Linked DNA regions of Sus scrofa: region 1 is linked to region 2. Evidence: chromatin contacts called from public HiChIP or PLAC-seq data. All regions are on one chromosome and are shown on one strand. Each heading gives the region's core, a stretch centred on a gene start, on an enhancer-like site or on the middle of the called end of the contact. The rest is flanking DNA. Distances are from core to core; before and after follow the strand shown. Region 1 has its middle 38 kb from the start of PIK3R1. Region 2 has its middle 82 kb from the start of CD180.

Evidence for each region. HiChIP or PLAC-seq counts read pairs in DNA pulled down with a chosen protein or histone mark.
Region 1: an H3K27ac HiChIP or PLAC-seq map of skeletal muscle shows a contact between it and region 2. The contact joins two enhancer-like sites. A contact is called at or near these places in 2 of 2 datasets of contacts at active chromatin or transcription factors (alveolar macrophages and skeletal muscle).

Annotation. Positions count from the first base shown.
Region 1 is chr16:46,395,318-46,398,244 of Sscrofa11.1, forward strand. No RefSeq gene overlaps it. Among named protein-coding and RNA genes, the nearest start is that of PIK3R1, 38 kb to the right of the region's middle. Within about 2 kb of position 1,629, at least 32 of the 83 cell types and tissues checked have an H3K27ac peak or open chromatin away from gene starts, as enhancers often do. A contact at or near this core is called in skeletal muscle, where this site is marked.
Region 2 is chr16:45,669,059-45,671,839 of Sscrofa11.1, forward strand. No RefSeq gene overlaps it. Among named protein-coding and RNA genes, the nearest start is that of CD180, 82 kb to the left of the region's middle. Within about 2 kb of position 1,458, at least 14 of the 83 cell types and tissues checked have an H3K27ac peak or open chromatin away from gene starts, as enhancers often do. A contact at or near this core is called in skeletal muscle, where this site is marked.

The sequences.
Region 1 (2,927 bases), core at 379-2,878, 730 kb after region 2:
AAACGGTAGGATTTTCTTTCACTGTTAAGTGGCAAGAACCGTTTTAATTTTACCTTCATTTTGAGCTTCATTTTGGAGCTTAAACAGTATCTAACGGGGGTTTGTTTGTTTGTTTGTTTTTTCATGCAAATGTATCTTTACAGTCAAATACCTTATTTTCATCCATTTAACCCTGAAGAAAAAGGGAATTTCAGTTACTGATGTGTGGTTGTTTTAACTTGGACACTCATTAGTATTGGAGGAGTGGGGATTTGGAAGTGCTGCCTTCAAAAAAAAAAGTTTCCCCTTTAATTTATTTTTACCCTTCCCACCTCTATCTCCATGGAAATGGGGTCAGAGGCCACAGAGAGCTCTCAGGGAGCCAGCAGCTGAGAATGAGAATTCTCACTTAGAGATTTTAGCTGAAAGCTATAAACCGCTTTACAAAGACCAGCTGAGTCTTGGCCACTGCGGTCTCTGGTTTTTTACACTGATGCATAAGGTATCCTTTTTTTTTTTTTTTTTCTTCCCTGTGTTAGAGGAGAAAGAGATGCTCTTAAGTAAAAATCATTTTTCATTTAAACTTGAACTTCTCTCCTGTAAATCAAAGACAGTGACATTCCTTCGGCAATTATTTTCAATTTAAAAAATTTTAATGATAGTGTACATTTGGAATTTAGCAATTATCACGTTTGCTCTCTATCCTTTCAAGCTTATGACAGTACTGGATATTTGAAGAAAAACACATTGAACTTGCTCATCGCATGCTATCAATTGCAAGTGATTCTGGTGAGTGGAATATCACCATGACACAATTCTAAATCACTAGAATGAAAATAAAAATCTCAAGGTTATAAGCAGTCAGGACCATTTCACAGAATGTTTTATAAATTAAAGTATAATTTACTACTGGCTCCTTTTCTTAAACTGTTAACACTATTTCTTCTTTTTTTCACTCTAAATATTCCGTTAACTTTCTTATAAACTATTTGAAAATATCTGAGGGGGCTGGTTGCCCAAATATGCCAACTATTTTAAGTTATTTTTATATATCACACATTATTATTATATTCATTAGCAACCAAGTAATTATTGAAATAATATGAAATGTAAATTTGCTTTTGAAAAAGCCCTGCCAGGTCCTGATTAAATTTGGATCTAAAAATCTATGTTTCAGGCTATCCTTTTTTTTTTTTTAAATATTCTTTTTCTCTTCATTCCACACATCGTTATGGTTCAAAGTTTATAGACTCAACATTATTCCCAAGTACTTTTGCAAAATTTCACCATTACTCTTGCCCAAAGTATTCAGTTTTTACTTTCTAATCAATCATTAATCCTACAACTTCTCTGAATTTTCCAGAATTTAGTTTCAGTAAACATCAGAACCACAGCACCTCTTTTGAAGGCTCTAATCAGTCTTTCTCTCTCCTTTCTCTCTCTCTCTCTCTCTCTCTCTCTCTCACACACACACACACACACACACACACACACACACGTCTTTGTGGTCAGCAGTCCAAGGACATTGCCTTTATTCCTTAGTGTTCCTTTGTCTCTCAGCCTCTTGCATGTCTGTGCTGAGTCCTCCCTCTGTCCTGGGTTGAGCCCTTATTCCACTTCCCTTTGCTCGCAGAGTGAACCAGAACATTGTGTTCTGAAGCTGCCCCAGCACACATGCTTCGTGATGCTGCCAAGTTTGCAGCTGACCAATTGGCCTACTTTAGAGGGCTTGATTTATAAAATTTACAACCCTTAATTTCCACCACCCATTCCTCCCCCCACCCCTGAAAAAGAGTGTGCCAGACGTCCTGATAAATCAAGAGTCCTTTGGTTTCGGTGCAACAAAATGGGCAGTCATTTCTTTTTCCTTCATTGGCTCTCAGCCTTGCCAGTCCCTCCTGAATAGATGGAAAATAACGGTTGATGTGTTGTAGGAAGACATTTGATAGTGGCTGCCTCTGTATTAATAACTCGTTTTAAAAGAAGTGTACTGACAAAATGATACGCTCTTCAATTTCTGGAACTCTGCACTTCTCAAGTAATTCCTATTCCAAAAACCAATCCAGGCAAGTTTGTCTTCTTCCAAATTAGGAAGACAGAGTTGGGCCCTTGATTTTTGAGTGAGGTTGGCTCAGTTGGGTCTTTTGAATTTGGATATTTTGATTACTCCTTATTGGCTCTACTAAACTTTTTTAATAAATGCACAACCAAATATGAGAAGGTGAAGGTTTAATGGAGAGAAGAAAAACTGTGGAAACCAGTCTCTTGTGATTTTAGTGATTTCTTAAGTTCTTTCTCCTGCCTCTTCAGAGAAAAAGACCTCTGTCAGGGTAGATCCCAAAATTTATGAGGCCTGAAGCTTCTCAAATGTGGAACCCTCTTTATGAAAGAGAATATGAAACTAGGTTCAAGGTACAAATTGATTTCAAATGAAAAAAATCAAAGCATAAAAAATTACAAATTCTAGAAAGCATCCAGAAAAATAGCATTATCATCATTAGTTTTAATTAACAATTTTTGCTACAATTACAACTTAAGTGCTGACCCATCTATGTAATACATCTTTTCCCTATATTTTTGGCGTTATACTCATTGATCTTTTTTCACATGGTAAAAATTTTACAATGCCATTTTATGTACAGAGAATAGAAAGACAACTTTGTCTTCTGACATAATAGATAGATGTTTTTTGTTATTTGTGGTTTAGAAAGGTTTCCTTCCGCTCCAGAACTTGTTGATCATGCCACAGCTGAAATAATTTCTTGATCTGGAGGTACGTCTTGTCCTAGGAAAAGCCCTCTGAGACTCCAGACCTTTGTTATCACTGGAGAGGGATCCAACTGGCTACCTGGCTATGGCTGTCCAGCTCAGCCTGGTCCAGCATCCTGTTGGTAGTCCTGGACAAGGGAAGCAGGGTCGGGGAAGTGCAAGGTGAAAGGTGCTCATGG
Region 2 (2,781 bases), core at 208-2,707:
GGGTGAAAAAGTGAAGGGCAGCCTCTGAAATGACTTCTGTGCTCAATTTCAATAGCATTGCCTAAAGCATATATGCTCCAAAGAGCTGACATTCTAGGTTATTTTTTGTAATGTTTTATTTTGCTTCCAAATATGGACTCTTAACATTTAAAAAAATGGTGGTGAAATATATATAGCATAAAATTTATCCTTTTAACCATTTTAAAGTGTTTAGTTCAAAGACATTAATATATTCAAAACGTGCAACCATCACTACCATCCACCTCCAGAACTTTTTCATCTTTCCAAACTGAAACTCCGTACCCATCACACAACAACGCTCCATTCCCTGTCCTCCCAGCCCCTGGCAACCACCATTATACTTTTCATCTCTATGAATTTTTATACTCTAGGTAATGCACACAAATGGAAGCATACATTATCTGTCCCTTTGTGCTTGGCTTATTTCACTTAGCATAATGTTGACAGGGCTCATCCATGTTGTAGCTTGTGTCTGAACTTCATTTCTTTTTAAGATAAAATAGTACTCCATTGTCTGTGTATGTCATATTTTGCTTATCCATCCATCTACTTCAGACTGTGATTGCTTCCATCTTTCGGCCATTGTGAATAACGCTGCCATATACAAATATTTCTTTGAGTCCCTGCTTTCAATGCAATGCTTTTGGCTGTATATCTAGAAGTAAAAGTGCCAAAAATGGACTCTTAAAAATGGAAAGATCCTGAGTAGTTCATACAATTTATGCTGTCAACACACTGGAAGAGAAGGGGCAGAGGTGGATGATCCAGGATCCTGAACCTAGTGGGACTGATGGAGACAGTCACCCAGGGAGTGTGGGAAGGTGAGAGGGGCAGACTTGATCTTTAAGAAGACCAAGCTATTGTTGAGTTGAGGATTAGATCTTGAGATTCTTCTTGGCAAGGTTATAGTCAGCTTAGAGCAAGCTCTGGAAAGCGAAGCCAGGGCCAGCAACGCCAGGAGCCTTTCCAGTGCACACTATCAGGCCTCCATGCAGAGGAACCACACCAGCTCCTCTCCCCTCTGTGGCTGGTGAGGCCCTCCCGTGGGCAGCTCTGCCCCAGGTCCAAGATATCTGCTGCTCCTCCCATGTGAGAAATGGGATGATCCCAGAGTGTGCTGGACTTCAAGCAGCTCTGGGATAATAAGGATGGGAACATTTCCTACAGCTTCCTGCATTGAAATGACCTTTGGAAGCCAAATCAGACTTTGGGGTTTAACATGTGGTTCATAAGGGGCCCTAAATGTGGCTCTGCTGTGTGTGTCTTAAAAGCCTTTGTGGGAGAGGGCAGATGCAATGAGCACAGATTTGGATGTCACAGCAAAGGCTTAAGATTGTCACCCTTGATGGCCTGGACTGATCTGACCTGGCACCAGGGCCTCCCCTCCTTGGGACAGGCCCAGCAGTGTCCCAAGGACCTGCATTTTTTGTTCCGTGCGGCCTCTCCCATTAAGCAATGACTACGGCACCCCCAGATAATGACCAGTTTTGGAAAGATTAGCATTCCACATACTTGGTTAAAAAAGTTTTTATGCAACCAGTGTTCTACTTTTTCCTAGAATCTTTGCCTCTCTGAGGACTAGTCCTTTCTCTTGCAAAGTGAAGGAAGAAAGGGATCCAAATAATATTGGTCCAGAGTAACTTTTAATTAGCAGCCTTAGCCAAGTGATAAAGATATATTACATACTCTGAAGTTCTATGAGAACCCACCCAAACTTCTGCTTTATTGTCTAAAGGGCCCCTTCACAAATACAGCATTGGGCCTGGATTTCAGGAGGATTTATGAGTCAGGGGCGAGCTGGGAGTTTGGCCCCATGACAACTTGGAAGGTTTGCCCTTGATTTGGAAAGAACAGCAGCCCATGTTCTGAATAGAGAGGGGGAAAGGGGGACAAAGTTCTCAGCTGAACACTAATGAGACTAAGATGAAACTGCTTCACAGAGATGTCCAGCCAGCAGGGCCTGTGGTGGATGATTTGAGTACAGACTGTTACCCCCAGGAGGAGCCTGATGGGGATAAGTGGGATGCTCACTTTAAGAGTATCCAGGTAGCTCTCATTAGAACCTTCCTTTCCCAGAATTAAAAAAAAAAAAATCAATCTGTATGTAAAATAAGCATGCTCTTGTTGAGTGGCAACAGAAGACACTGATTTTCATGTATCTTGGAGCTAAAATATAAATAAAAAGGATGGAAATGTCTTTGATTTACAAAGCAGTAGAAAAAAATCCTGCTTTAGGAATTGAGGTAAATGTAACTAGCTTTGGCTCCGCCTCAACCTTGGCTTTTCAAAACTAGAGAGTGTTCTACCCATTGAGCCCTCTGCTTTCTCATTTCATAATGGGGTAGGAAAGTGGGAGATGGCTAGGTTAGATGTCTCTTGCTCATGATCCAGAGGGCTTCAAGGGTCTTTGAACCATCCAGAATAGTTTGCAGTATGTATATATCTTTATGCTATGGGCATTTTTCTGGGGAAGCTCATTGCTTTGGTCATATTCCCTAAAGCAGTCTTTGGTTTTCCAAATGTTAAGAACTCCTGAACTGGATACCTAAACACCTTAATCTTTGAATATGCTGTTACACATCAGTGATTCTAAGGTTATTCTGGTATATTCTCTTGGGGGGGGAAGCTGTGATTCTCTAAATCTATTACGTTTTCATGGTAATGTGAGGACAGTTGGAGATACATGTTCTGGTCCATACTTGTTTCCTAGTCTCGGCTGGGCTTTTGGGGGAAAAATAATTAAGGAATGAATCTTAAGTC